Regions from separate parts of the Sus scrofa genome. Here all the other regions are linked to region 2. A link is a contact called in public Hi-C and HiChIP or PLAC-seq data. All regions are on one chromosome and are shown on one strand. The core of a region is the stretch at or near the end of the contact, and the rest is flanking DNA. Distances in the headings are between cores, read along the strand shown. Region 1 holds the start of SUN2 (SUN domain-containing protein 2). Region 2 holds the start of PLA2G6 (85/88 kDa calcium-independent phospholipase A2). Region 3 holds the start of EIF3L (eukaryotic translation initiation factor 3 subunit L). Region 4 holds the start of GTPBP1 (GTP-binding protein 1).

The links. A called contact is a pair of places that touch in the nucleus more often than the background predicts. HiChIP or PLAC-seq counts read pairs in DNA pulled down with a chosen protein or histone mark.
Region 1: a Hi-C map of liver shows a contact between it and region 2, with 5 times the contacts expected there. The contact joins the promoter of SUN2 here to the promoter of PLA2G6 in region 2. A contact is called at or near these places in 1 of 47 Hi-C or Micro-C datasets (liver) and 1 of 2 datasets of contacts at active chromatin or transcription factors (alveolar macrophages).
Region 3: a contact with region 2 is called in an H3K27ac HiChIP or PLAC-seq map of alveolar macrophages. The contact joins the promoter of EIF3L here to the promoter of PLA2G6 in region 2. A contact is called at or near these places in 1 of 5 promoter capture datasets (liver) and 1 of 2 datasets of contacts at active chromatin or transcription factors (alveolar macrophages).
Region 4: a contact with region 2 is called in an H3K27ac HiChIP or PLAC-seq map of alveolar macrophages. The contact joins the promoter of GTPBP1 here to the promoter of PLA2G6 in region 2. A contact is called at or near these places in 1 of 5 promoter capture datasets (liver), 1 of 47 Hi-C or Micro-C datasets (skeletal muscle) and 1 of 2 datasets of contacts at active chromatin or transcription factors (alveolar macrophages).

Annotation. Positions count from the first base shown.
Region 1 is chr5:9,271,731-9,274,430 of Sscrofa11.1, reverse strand. It overlaps SUN2 (SUN domain-containing protein 2), which reads right to left and starts at 1,295. Exons shown (of 18, transcript XM_013988192.2): 1 at 938-1,295.
Region 2 is chr5:9,712,392-9,715,091 of Sscrofa11.1, reverse strand. PLA2G6 (85/88 kDa calcium-independent phospholipase A2) reads right to left here and starts at 1,283. Exons shown (of 16, transcript XM_013988206.2): 1 at 1,165-1,283.
Region 3 is chr5:9,994,739-9,997,438 of Sscrofa11.1, reverse strand. It overlaps EIF3L (eukaryotic translation initiation factor 3 subunit L), which reads left to right and starts at 1,374. Exons shown (of 13, transcript NM_001244086.1): 1 at 1,374-1,478; 2 at 2,018-2,066. The coding sequence starts at 1,446.
Region 4 is chr5:9,320,827-9,323,526 of Sscrofa11.1, reverse strand. It overlaps GTPBP1 (GTP-binding protein 1), which reads left to right and starts at 1,335. Exons shown (of 12, transcript XM_021091480.1): 1 at 1,335-2,700. JOSD1 (josephin-1) reads right to left here and starts at 1,595. Exons shown (of 5, transcript XM_013988199.2): 1 at 1,184-1,595; 2 at 33-853. The coding sequence starts at 217.

The DNA.
Region 1 (2,700 bases), core at 46-2,545, 440 kb after region 2:
CAAAAGAAAACAAAACAAGAAGTGAGCCTCTAGGAGCTCAATATTTTGCATAACAGAACGGACACCCCCTCCACACATGATCAGTTAAGAAACCCTCACATAAAACATCCCTCTTCACTTCTGAGCTGAACCACATCCTTTTCTCAGCGCCGCCTTTCCTTGGCCCCATCGCAAACTCATACCGCAGTATCCATCCAGTCTTCAGGCTTAACCTAGATCTTGGGCATCCTCCGCGGGACGTTTTCACACTCGTGGGACCTGTAAAACGCTCCAGGTGCTAACTCCCTTCTCCCTTCCTTCCCTACTGGCTGACCCTGCGGAGGTTTGTTTTTCGGGTTTTTTTTAACCAAGCGCGCGCCTGCCCTGCCTCTCTGCTCTAAGTCACACTCCCGCCCCCTTTTTGTTTGGTTTTTTTTTTTTTTTTTTTTTTTTTTTTTAAGAACTAAGCAAAATGGGCCTTCCTCCTATTCCCAGAGTTCTGACAGGCGGCGGCAGAAGCAGAGAACTGCTGGTCCCTGGAAACTGCCTGACTAGCAAGAAAACGCAGGCACTGCCCTGGGCCGGTTTGGGGCAGCCTCCTCCCGGGGAGGTGCCGCCCGGGGGAGTCCCGCCTGGAAGACGTCCGCCCTCCGGACTGACCAGTGGGGCGGCCAGTCTCGGGGGCGGGGGCCGGGCGGCGGAGATGAGTCAGAGCAGCCTTGGCACAGCGCTGGCCCTTCCCGACCGGCCCAGGGGCGTGCGCCGGGCGGGGCTGGAGCCTGGCCCAGCTTGGCCTGGAGAGGAAGAACCAGGCCTGGGCAGCTCGGCACTGGCCGGCGCGGTCCGATGATGACCCCGGGGTCAGGCCGGGCCCGGGCCGCGCGAGGAGGCGGCCGAGGCTGGCCTACCGCCCTCGCCCCGCGCGTCCGCCCGCCAGAGGCCCACGGCCGGCTGTTACCTGCTGCCGCCGCTGCTCGGTGCACAGCCGGGGGCGTCCGAGGCCCGCCGCGCCTCCCGGGCGCGCCCCCTTACTGCGTTGGGATCCGGGGAGCGGCGGTCGGCGCCCGAGCCCGGGGCGCGCGGTGAGGAGCCTCGGGGCGGGACGAGGTGAGCGAACGGACAATGCGGCCCGCGCAGAACCGCGCTGCGCGAGTGGGACCCGGCGGCGCGCGCGTGGCCGAGTGTGTATATGTGCGCCTGTCGGTCAACGCTGACAGTCCGCAGCTCATTGGCCAGGCCCCTCTCGCGTCACCGCCCATTGCCGACGCCCATTGGGCGGTTTGAACACAAAGGCCCCGGCTCGCCCCGCCCGTCGCGTGGGCCCCGCGGGCGGGGCGCGGCCAAACAGGAGTCCGCGCATGGGAGGCGCGGCCCGGGGGCAGCACCTGGCAGCTGGCGATATCCCGCCTGACCGCGCACTTGACTCCGGGTCTGGTGACTCCAAACACCTGAGCCCTCTCCTAACACCGCGTGGTGCGCCTCACCCCACCCAGCTTGCCTCAGGCCGACTTAACAGAGCCCGGGTGCCAGGACCTCAAAGGCATTAAGTGGTTGGGGGCACACCCTTGCTGAAAATGGCTCGAGAAAGGGGGGAGCAGGGGAGATTGACGACCCCTGGCCTAGGGCCCACCTGGAAGGGTAGCGCGTAGCGAGCCCTTAGGGGACCCGCAAACAATTGTTGGAGGCACGTGCGTAATTATTCTTAGATATTTCTACACGTTTTTTGCAGATCAGGAAACAGGTTTATAGGGTTTTTAAATGATTCGTTTAAAGGCACACAGTTGAAAGAGGCAAATTTGAGATTAGAGGATTCTCTCTATATCCAAGCCCATGGGTTTTGTTGGTTTTTTTGTTGTTTATTTTTTTTCCATTTTAGAGTTGATTTGGAAAATCCAGATTTGGGAGGAGGCTCTGCCACTTCTCATTCTGCCCTCAGAGACCCCCAAATTTCACACAGAAGCTTTTCTCCATATTAAGGAAGATTCTTGCCACAGTTGGTGCTGAGAAGGAAAGCTGGCTCCCTTTTCCTCTGCCTTAATCTGCAGGTAGAATAAGCACTTGACAGACCCTGACAGAATCAAGTGCTGCCCAACTCCAAGGGTCCTGTGCGTGGGCTCCCCACTGGCCCACTCTGCTGATGGCAGAAAGTGCCTGGCTAGGGAGGAGTCACTTCCTGGGCAAGCTCCTCTAAGGGACGCTGCGACAGTGCCATTATTTCACTTTTAAAGCACCAAGAGGAAGAGGCTAGAAATGACAAAATCACTGAGCTGTGACAGGAAGGCACTGGGGGTGGGGACTGAGGAAATGTGAAGCCCTTGTGCTAAACTGACTCCAGACAGAAACAACCCCCCCCACTCCGCCAGCCTCCATTGCCCCACCCGGAAAAGAGGGGCCTCCCCTGCACTTACAGCTAATTGTAGCCAACAGTGCTTGCTTCTGGGCTTAGATGTGGCTCTCCCCAAGGGCAAGAGCTGGCTCCCCAGGACCCTTCACAGGGCTTTCCTCATCGGAGTATCTGCTGAACGTGGCATGAGCGAAATAGTTCAAATCAGACTTAGAGTCAGCATCCAGGTAGGGGAGGGGCCTCCTCTTGACACCTTCTCCTCCCCAGGGCACTTAGCTCCCCAGTTCTGTTCTTGCCAATAGCAATAGAGGCTCCATAGCCTGCCACCTCACTCTCTCCAAGGGTCCTGGCAAGGGCCCCTTCCCAGCATGTGCTGG
Region 2 (2,700 bases), core at 34-2,533:
GGTAAGAGGGCAGGTAAGGGAAAGATCCAGAAGCTTAGGGGAAGGGAAGGTATTTGTTTGGGGTCACATGCGTAGTCCATTAAAAAAACTGGCACAGATCCCTGAGCCCTGTGCCCTCCCTGTCCCACACCCACAGGTCTGCTGGTTCCAGTCACATGGTCACACGGGCCACGCGCTTCCTGTCACCAGCTTCCAGGTCATCAGTGGGAGCAGGAGGTGGACACAGGATTAACAGATAGGGAGACTCCAGGGTGACTAGGATAGGGAAAGGAGGGAGCATGGGGGTTGGGGGTAGGCACAGGAGAGACAATAAGCACGGAGAAGCAGGCAGTTAGAAACAGGGGGAAAGGGGTTCCAGTTGTGGCTCACCAGGTTATGAACCCCACCAGTATCCATCAGGACTCGGGTTCGATTCCTGGCCCCTCTCAGTGGGTTAAGGACCGAAATTTAAAAAAAAAAAAAAAGGATCCAGGCTTGCCCTGAGCTGTAGTGTAGGTCCCAGACTCAACTCAGATCCCATGTGGCCGCAGCTGGGCTTAGGCCAGTAGCTACAGCTCTTATTTGATCCCTAGCCTGGAAACTTCCATATGCCTCGGATGCAGGCCTAAAAAGACAAAAAAAAAAAAAAAAAAAAAATGGGGGGAGTGATGGAGAACAGGGGAGACAGATGAGAGGAACGCAGAAGACAGAGGTGAAGTGGGTGATCAAGGAACACACTGAGGTGAAGTCGGGAGCACTTAGAAAGGCACAGGAAGGAAGGAAGCTGGGGACAATGAATGGGAACCAGAGTGAAAGCTGGGAGCACGAAGGGGCACTGAGAGTTGGGAGACGACTGGAAGAGGTTGACTCAGGAAGTGAGGGATAGACGAGAGGCACTCAAGAAAGAAAGAGGTACTGAGAAGGGTCCCCGGGTCCCCGAGGGAACGCAAGTTAGAGATGAGACAAGAGCCATCACCAGATGGGAGCTGGGAACGATGGAGGATCAAAGGGTGGAAGCTGGGGGGCACTCAGAGGTCAAACAAAGGTTAATGGAGGACATGCCTCAGAATCGGGGAACAAGAGTATGGGCCGAAACAGGGTCCCGGTGGAGGCCAAAGAATCTAGGGTGCCGGGGAGATTTGGGAAAGGGCCCCCTGGCCCCGCCTCCCCTGCATCGTCACTCACCTCGGCTTACTCAGCACTTCTACTTCCTTCTACTTCCGCAAACAGACGAGCCCCGGGCCACGTGACGTCTCGGCCCTGCTCTCCGCCAATCACCGAAGCCTGTGCTTCGCGAGAGGCGTGCTTGGGCGGGGCCCCGCCATCTTTTATAACTGCCCAATGGAAGGGGCTCCCACGACCGAGGGAGGCCGGGCTTTGGGCTGGAGCCAATCCTCGGCGGCGGGGCGCGGCCATGTCTGTGCGGGGCGGAAGGTGCACGTGACCATTCTTGGGCAGACATGTTAATAGGAAGTCGGAGTCTCACAGTTCTCCGCCTTCCGCCTCCGAAAAAAAACGGTTGGAGGCATGAGGTCTGATCCTAACCTAATGACAGCTCGTAAAGATAAAAATAAAACCGACAGAGCTGTAGGGCATAACAAGCAGTAACCTGTTTTGATTTTGCCGGTACCCCCCAAGCCAGGGTTGCCAGATGTAGCAAATAAAAATACAGGACACCCAGTGAAATCTGTTTTCAGCTGGACAGCCAATAATTTCTTTTCTTTTTTCTTTTCTTTTTTTTTTTTTTTTTTGTCTTTTGTCTTTTTATTGTTGTTGTTGCTATTTCTTGGGCCGCTCCCGCGGCATATGGAGGTTCCCAGGCTAGGGGTCTAATCGGAGCTGTAGCCCCCGGCCTACGCCAGAGCCACAGCAACACGGGATCCGAGCCGCGTCTGCAACCTACACCACAGCTCACGGCAAAGCCGGATCGTTAACCCACTGAGCAAGGGCAGGGACCGAACCCGCAACCTCATGGTTCCTAGTCGGATTCGCTAACCACTGCGCCACGACGGGAACTCCCAATAATTTCTTAGTAGAGGCAAAAAATGCTAAGTATAGTTAAGCTAAAAAATTATTCCTTGTTAGCTGGCAGCCCTATCCCAAGCCGATCTCAGGAAATATCTTAGCATCTTTAGCAGAAACTTGAGCAAATGACATGGTCTCTTTGAACGCCTCATCTGAGAATTGGGCACAGTAATATCTCATAGTGTTGTCATGACTGGAGGTAAATTAGTCCCCCTACGGGCACACAGTGGGATTTGGATAAATGACAGTTGTTAGGATTAGTAATGCCGAGAATGAGGTGCGTTAAAGAGAAGGGAGGAGGCTGGGTTTTAGTCATAGATCCGCTTCTGACTGAAAAGATCGTGTCCCCTCTCCAGCCTGCCAGGCTTGGTTGGACAACTTTTCTTCCCCTAACGATTCCCCAAACCTAGATCTAGATAAATTCTTATGGGAAGGGTAATTGCCTTTTGCCATTCCTGTGAATAGAAGAATATGTCTACCTGTCTGTCCTAGATATCAGTGCCCAGACCAGGCAGCCAATGCAACTGAAGCAGGATTTAATTAAGAAGCTAAACAGGTTGTAAAACTAACCACAGTAGCTACTATTTGTACCAAGCTTTGCCAGTTACAAAGTAACTTGACTTCACACCCATCATCTCAGGATAGTAGTTACTCTTACTCATATTTTACAGGTGAAGAAACAGCCTTGAAACAGAT
Region 3 (2,700 bases), core at 125-2,624, 280 kb before region 2:
TTTCTCTGGATAGATGCCCAGGAGTGGATTGCTGGATCAAATGGTAATTCTATATTTAGCTTTCTGAGGAATCTTCATACTGTTTTCCACAGTGGTTGCACCAATTTATATTCCCACAAAATTTTATTATTGATAATTTGGAAAAATTCCTCCTGACTTCACAATTCTTTTTTTAGTAATGCCATGAACATTTTGAGAGTTGTCAAAGTTGAGGGCAACCAGTATCAAACTTTTTTCCTATATTAACTGTAAGTTTTCAGTTAATTTCAACCTTTCTAGTGCCCTGATTAACCTTAAATACATATTTCATTGAAGACACCCATTGATCCACAGCCCGTGGTAGCTGTATCTTATACACTGAAGGCAGTAACTATTCCCAGAAGAGTATCACATAAGCATATCTTACTAAACTCAAATGTTCCCAGTAGGAATGTCTCTGAAATCCCAAACGCCACTAGACACAGGGGTTAAGTGTGACAGGAGAAATTGAAATAGAAAACGGTTCTAAGGAATTGCAGTAGAAATATTACTTTTGCAAATTTCACAAAAACCCTGTAACTATATTAGCACTCTCCTTGAGCCAACGAAGAGTCCCGGGGACTCCATGAGCCTTTTAGCTTAGTCCTACGATGGTATCACCGCTCGGTTTACAGACAAAGGAGTAAACTCAAAGCAAAAATGCGACATGAGAAGCTGGGGCCAGGCATTGCCATTCTAAATGGCTAACCTAAGGCTCTGGACCCACATATTGGCTTGTATCGCTTTGTTTTACAACCCGGTCCCTAACTCTAGGTCATCCCCAGGAGTCCAACTCCACCCACAGCGTGAGAGTTCATGCTGTAAGCGTGGGTAGGTCCCACGACAACGGCCTCACACCGCAGCTGGCTTCACCTTTGCCTGTTGCAACCTTAATGTCCAAAGTTGGGAAGCGCCTTTTCTCAACGCCCTCTCAACGCCCAAGTCTCAACTTTTACATCCAGTAACTTTATATTGTTGAGGTCGAAACGTTTGAAGACATTTTTCGCTACAGGCAACTCGCTTAACACCTAAATCCACATTCAGCCCCCCCCCACCCCATGTCGGAATTTCCCTTCACGCGAGAGGTCCGCCCGCGGGAGCTGTCAGCCATCTTTTGTGTGGCATCATTTTGTAGCTTCTCTTACTTTGCCCAACCTTTATTACGCTGAAATATTTCATGTCCTTATTTCTGAATGTTTTCAAGTACTATTGAGTCATCTTCTTTGTAGAGTCTCTATTTGAAGATAGAGGAATAATGTGTTTAATCTCATTCGCCCTTCCCAGCATGGCTGCCTCAGGTTGCCGAAGGCCCCGGAAGAGCTTCTGGTTTCCCAGCCAACTCGAGATGGGCTGGACTTCCGGCGTCCAGACGCAGGCGAGGTGCGCTTTTTCCGCTCTTTCCTCCTGGGCCTCGGAGCGCCGCAGCCATGTCTTATCCCGCTGATGATTATGAGTCGGAGGTAAGCTGCCCCTAGGCGTGTTCTGGGCGCCGCAACATGGACAGGGCTCTTTGGGTGTTGGGCCCCGCGGGGGGACAGTGTCTGGGTCTCTAGGAGCCCCCGTGGGCCGCGACCAGCCCCAGCCGGCCTCTCTGCCAGCACTGCTCTCACTGCTGCCACCCTACCCTCCCGGCTCCTCATCAGCCTGGTCTCAGCCCGCCCACCTCGCGTGTCTCGTTTTCTTTTCCTTTTCTTTCCGAAGCCCAAGAACGGAGGCTGGTCATAGGGTTCTGTGTTTCTGTAATTGAACTCTGATTTCTTAGGCCCTGGCCTTAGTCCTGCCAAACCTCGTCGATTCCCACAGCTTCTGTGCTTTGCTGTATCTCATTGCAGCTGCAACGCGGTATTGTCGTTGTCTGTTTATTCTCCCTTTTCTCATAGGGATGTGAGTTCCTCCAAGGCAGGGACTGCGTCTTACCCCCTTTGTATCCTTAGAACCCAGGAGGAGCATTTTGGATTCACGAATTGGTGACGGTCTTGTTTGTCTCTTTCGTTAACAGACTGCTTATGATCCCTATGCTTACCCGGGCGACTATGATATGCACACAGGTGAGTCTACAGTTTGTCTGGCTAGCTGGGTACTTCTAGGGATTGGCACCCTTTTGAATGTCTCAGAACAGCTTTGCCGGGCACCTGTTTAAGACTACGTCTTGATAGTCCAGGTTTGGAGTCAAGTTACTAACTCTCAAAGGGAGGGTGGTATATAGCCTATTAAACCAGGCCTTTTTCATGGTCCATCTCAAAGTCTCAGAAGGGAAGGATTACTGTCTCAGCTGTTTAAACTATTAGCTGAAGAAAAAAGCCTTTTGGGGGGGGGGCTGCCCCTGTGGCACGTGGGGATTACTGGGCCAGAAACTGAACCCTCACCACAGCATCGACCTGAGCTACTGCAGTGACAACATCAGATCCTTAATCCACTGCACCGCAGGGAAATTCCAGAAGAAGACATCTTGTGAAAAGTTAAAAGTGATTCAAACCAAGTCCAGATGAAACCTTTTTGGAAGGTTTTTGAGGTTTCCTGGGTTGTTACGATGACTTGGTTTGACTTAGCCCTTTGTACGTGCCGTGTGTTGTCCTGGATACTTTGTGTGAAGTATTTCATTTAGTCCTTACAGCAGTTCTATAAATACATAAATTAATGTTTCCATTTTCTAGGTGAAAAAACAGCACAGAGAAATTTAGT
Region 4 (2,700 bases), core at 86-2,585, 390 kb after region 2:
TATAAAGATGCCAGAAAGAAAGGGTCCCCTACCTCTGGAAAATCTCTTGCAGCGTTTCCCGGGTGAAGGCATTGCTGTCCTGGAAGACGTTATTGAGGGCATGCAGAGCACAAAGCTCCCTGCGCTGTTTCTCATGGTAGATTTGTGGGGGTGCTGCCTGGGGCAGCTCCAATGATTCAGATTTGGCCTTGTCTCCTTTCCATGGCACGCAACTCATGTTTTTTGTTTTAAGTTCCAGAGAGGGCTAAAAACACCCTACCCTTCCCTCCTGAGGAGGAATATAAGCTTCTCAGTCTTTTCAGAATTCCTGAGGTCCACCTTAGTTTCTGGTGTCCATGATTTATGCCTTGTCACGGAGAGAAAAGGTTGGAATCAAAAGGAAAAATAATTTCCCTCTCTCTCTTCTCAATAGAAAGGTAAGGTTTAGTGTATTTCGCCACCGCTGTCAAAGTGCAGAAGTTTTAGAAATTCATATAAAACCTAAGTCCTTGTTTCCCCTCTTCTACCTTCCTCTTCCACCCCCTCCAAAAACCCTACAATTTTCTTGCTGTATTTTCCTTTCTGCAAATGCCAACCAGGCCTCAAGGCAGGAGGACCGAACGGAATCGGTCACATCGCTCCTTTTCTTCCATTTCTTTCGAACCACAACGCCACTGACTCAGGAGACAAGGCCTAGGTGGTGGATAAAACGCAGATTTCGAGCAGCTAGCGAGGGCCGGCCAGAGTGGGATCGCGGGCCGTGCTGGGGTCTCGGGGGAGGTTCTCCATCCCCTCGGGCGCGGTGGGGCCCCAAGGGGCCGAGGCGGGCGCAGCTCCCCCGGCAAGTGCGGATTCTCGCCCTCTCGGCGCAGCCCTACGAGGAGACAACTCCTGTCAGCTCCGGCAGTCCGGCCGGCCGCCGCGGGGGACCGGGTGGCGCGGGTAAGCGGCGCGGCGAGTCTGGTCCCAGCCCTAGGGAAGGTCCTGCGCAGCGACTGGCAGGCCCGCGAGGGGTGGGGCCAGACAATACGCCTCGCCCTGGGGGCCCGGGCCCACCCAGCTCGCCGCCCCCACCCCAACCTCCCCGCCCATCACGTGAGTGCAAGCCGAGGCGCCTTCCCACCGGTCCCCTAGCCCCGGCCCTAGCCCGGTCCCCCGCGCCACCCGGACAGCTTGAGAACGCACTGCCGGTTGCCCCCCTCACCGCTGCAGGCCGCCACCTGGAGCTGCGGGCCACCACCTGGGCCGCGTGCGGGCGGGCGCGCGCACCTGAGCCCGACGTCAGCGGCCCCCGCCCGGCGCGTGCTCCGGAAACGCCCTCCTTCGCCGTCCCTGCTCCCGCCCCGCCGCAGCGTCACGTCTGACGTCAGCCTGACGTCAGCGGCGCGGGCTTTGGAGCTGTGGCCGCCAGGTGTTTGGTGGGAGCGGGCAGCGTTGGCCACCCTAGGGGTGCGAGATTGGGAGCCCAGCAGCGGTTGTGGCAGCGGCAGGGGCAGCGACGTCGGCTCGCTGCAGGTAGGGCTGATGCCCGGTTCCTTGGCTCTGTTCCTTCCGGGACTGGGCAGGCCGTGCGGCCGGCGGGAGTCCCGCCCCGATGTCTGTCCCGCCCCTCGCCTCCTTTTCCCTCCCCTTCTCTCCCTCGGGCGTCGGCTCCGTTCCGGGGCGGTGACCGGGCCAGCGGCTGCACGTCAAGGTTCTCCTCACCCCTCCCCTCTCCCTGACTAGGCTTCTTGGGCCCAGTGCTTTCGTGAACCTGGGCTAGCTGCTCCTGCACTGACCGTTTTATGCTTGTCTAGCACGTCGTTCCCCCAGGTGATTTCAAAGTACCTTGTTGACGCGGTCGGGCGCAAATTCTCTTGGTTTAGTGGGCCCGACCGCCTTCACTTTCCAGGAGCTCTCTGGGTAAGTGCCTCTTCGGGAGTCACGTTTCTAGTGGACTAGAGAGTCGTTTCAGCTCCTTGGTGTCATATTTCGGCGTCTTACTCACTGACCACTGTCCTCTCACCTTCTGCTCTGGTCTCACCGTGGCGGCCATAGAGCTTTCCTCTTTTCTCAGGGCCTAAGTGCATTGTGTGTGTCAGGAAGATGAACTCAGTCCTGCATGGATTTTTTTTTTTTTTTTTTTTAACCCAAAGACATGTGGAAGGCATCGGCGAATATTCATCATCCACTGTAGTTGCTCTCCTTTTGGATTTTTGTTCAGGAAGTTGGAAAAACAATAAAAGAAAAGGTCACACTTAACAATTCAGTCATTTCTTTAACCCTACTTCAACACGACTCAACACTGTTAAAAGACAATTGAAAATCTAGTTGGCTAGATTTCAAAATTCAACTGAAAATCTAGTTGGCTTTATTAAACAATTTATAAATCAGGCAGCATCCTATCTAGTAAATAGAAAGGCAATCCGAGAAGCAGTACGAAATAGGAGATTTTTAATAGACAGAAGAAAGTGGATTGTATCGCGGTAGGTCATATTCCCTTTTAGAAAGGCAAGGGGTCTTATCAGGCCGATTACCCCAATAGTGTTGTTCAGGAAATTAGAGACTGATTGTTTAAGTTTCTACTCCTGGTAGAGGCTGAAAATGCAATTAGGTTTAAGTGTTAAATCTTGGTGGGGCTTAATTTTGGGCCTCTTTTTAACACCATTACTCAGCACGAAATTATCACTTAACACCCTTGGCTTGAGTGCCTACCACGAGGTTGGGAGTCCTGAGCCCTGG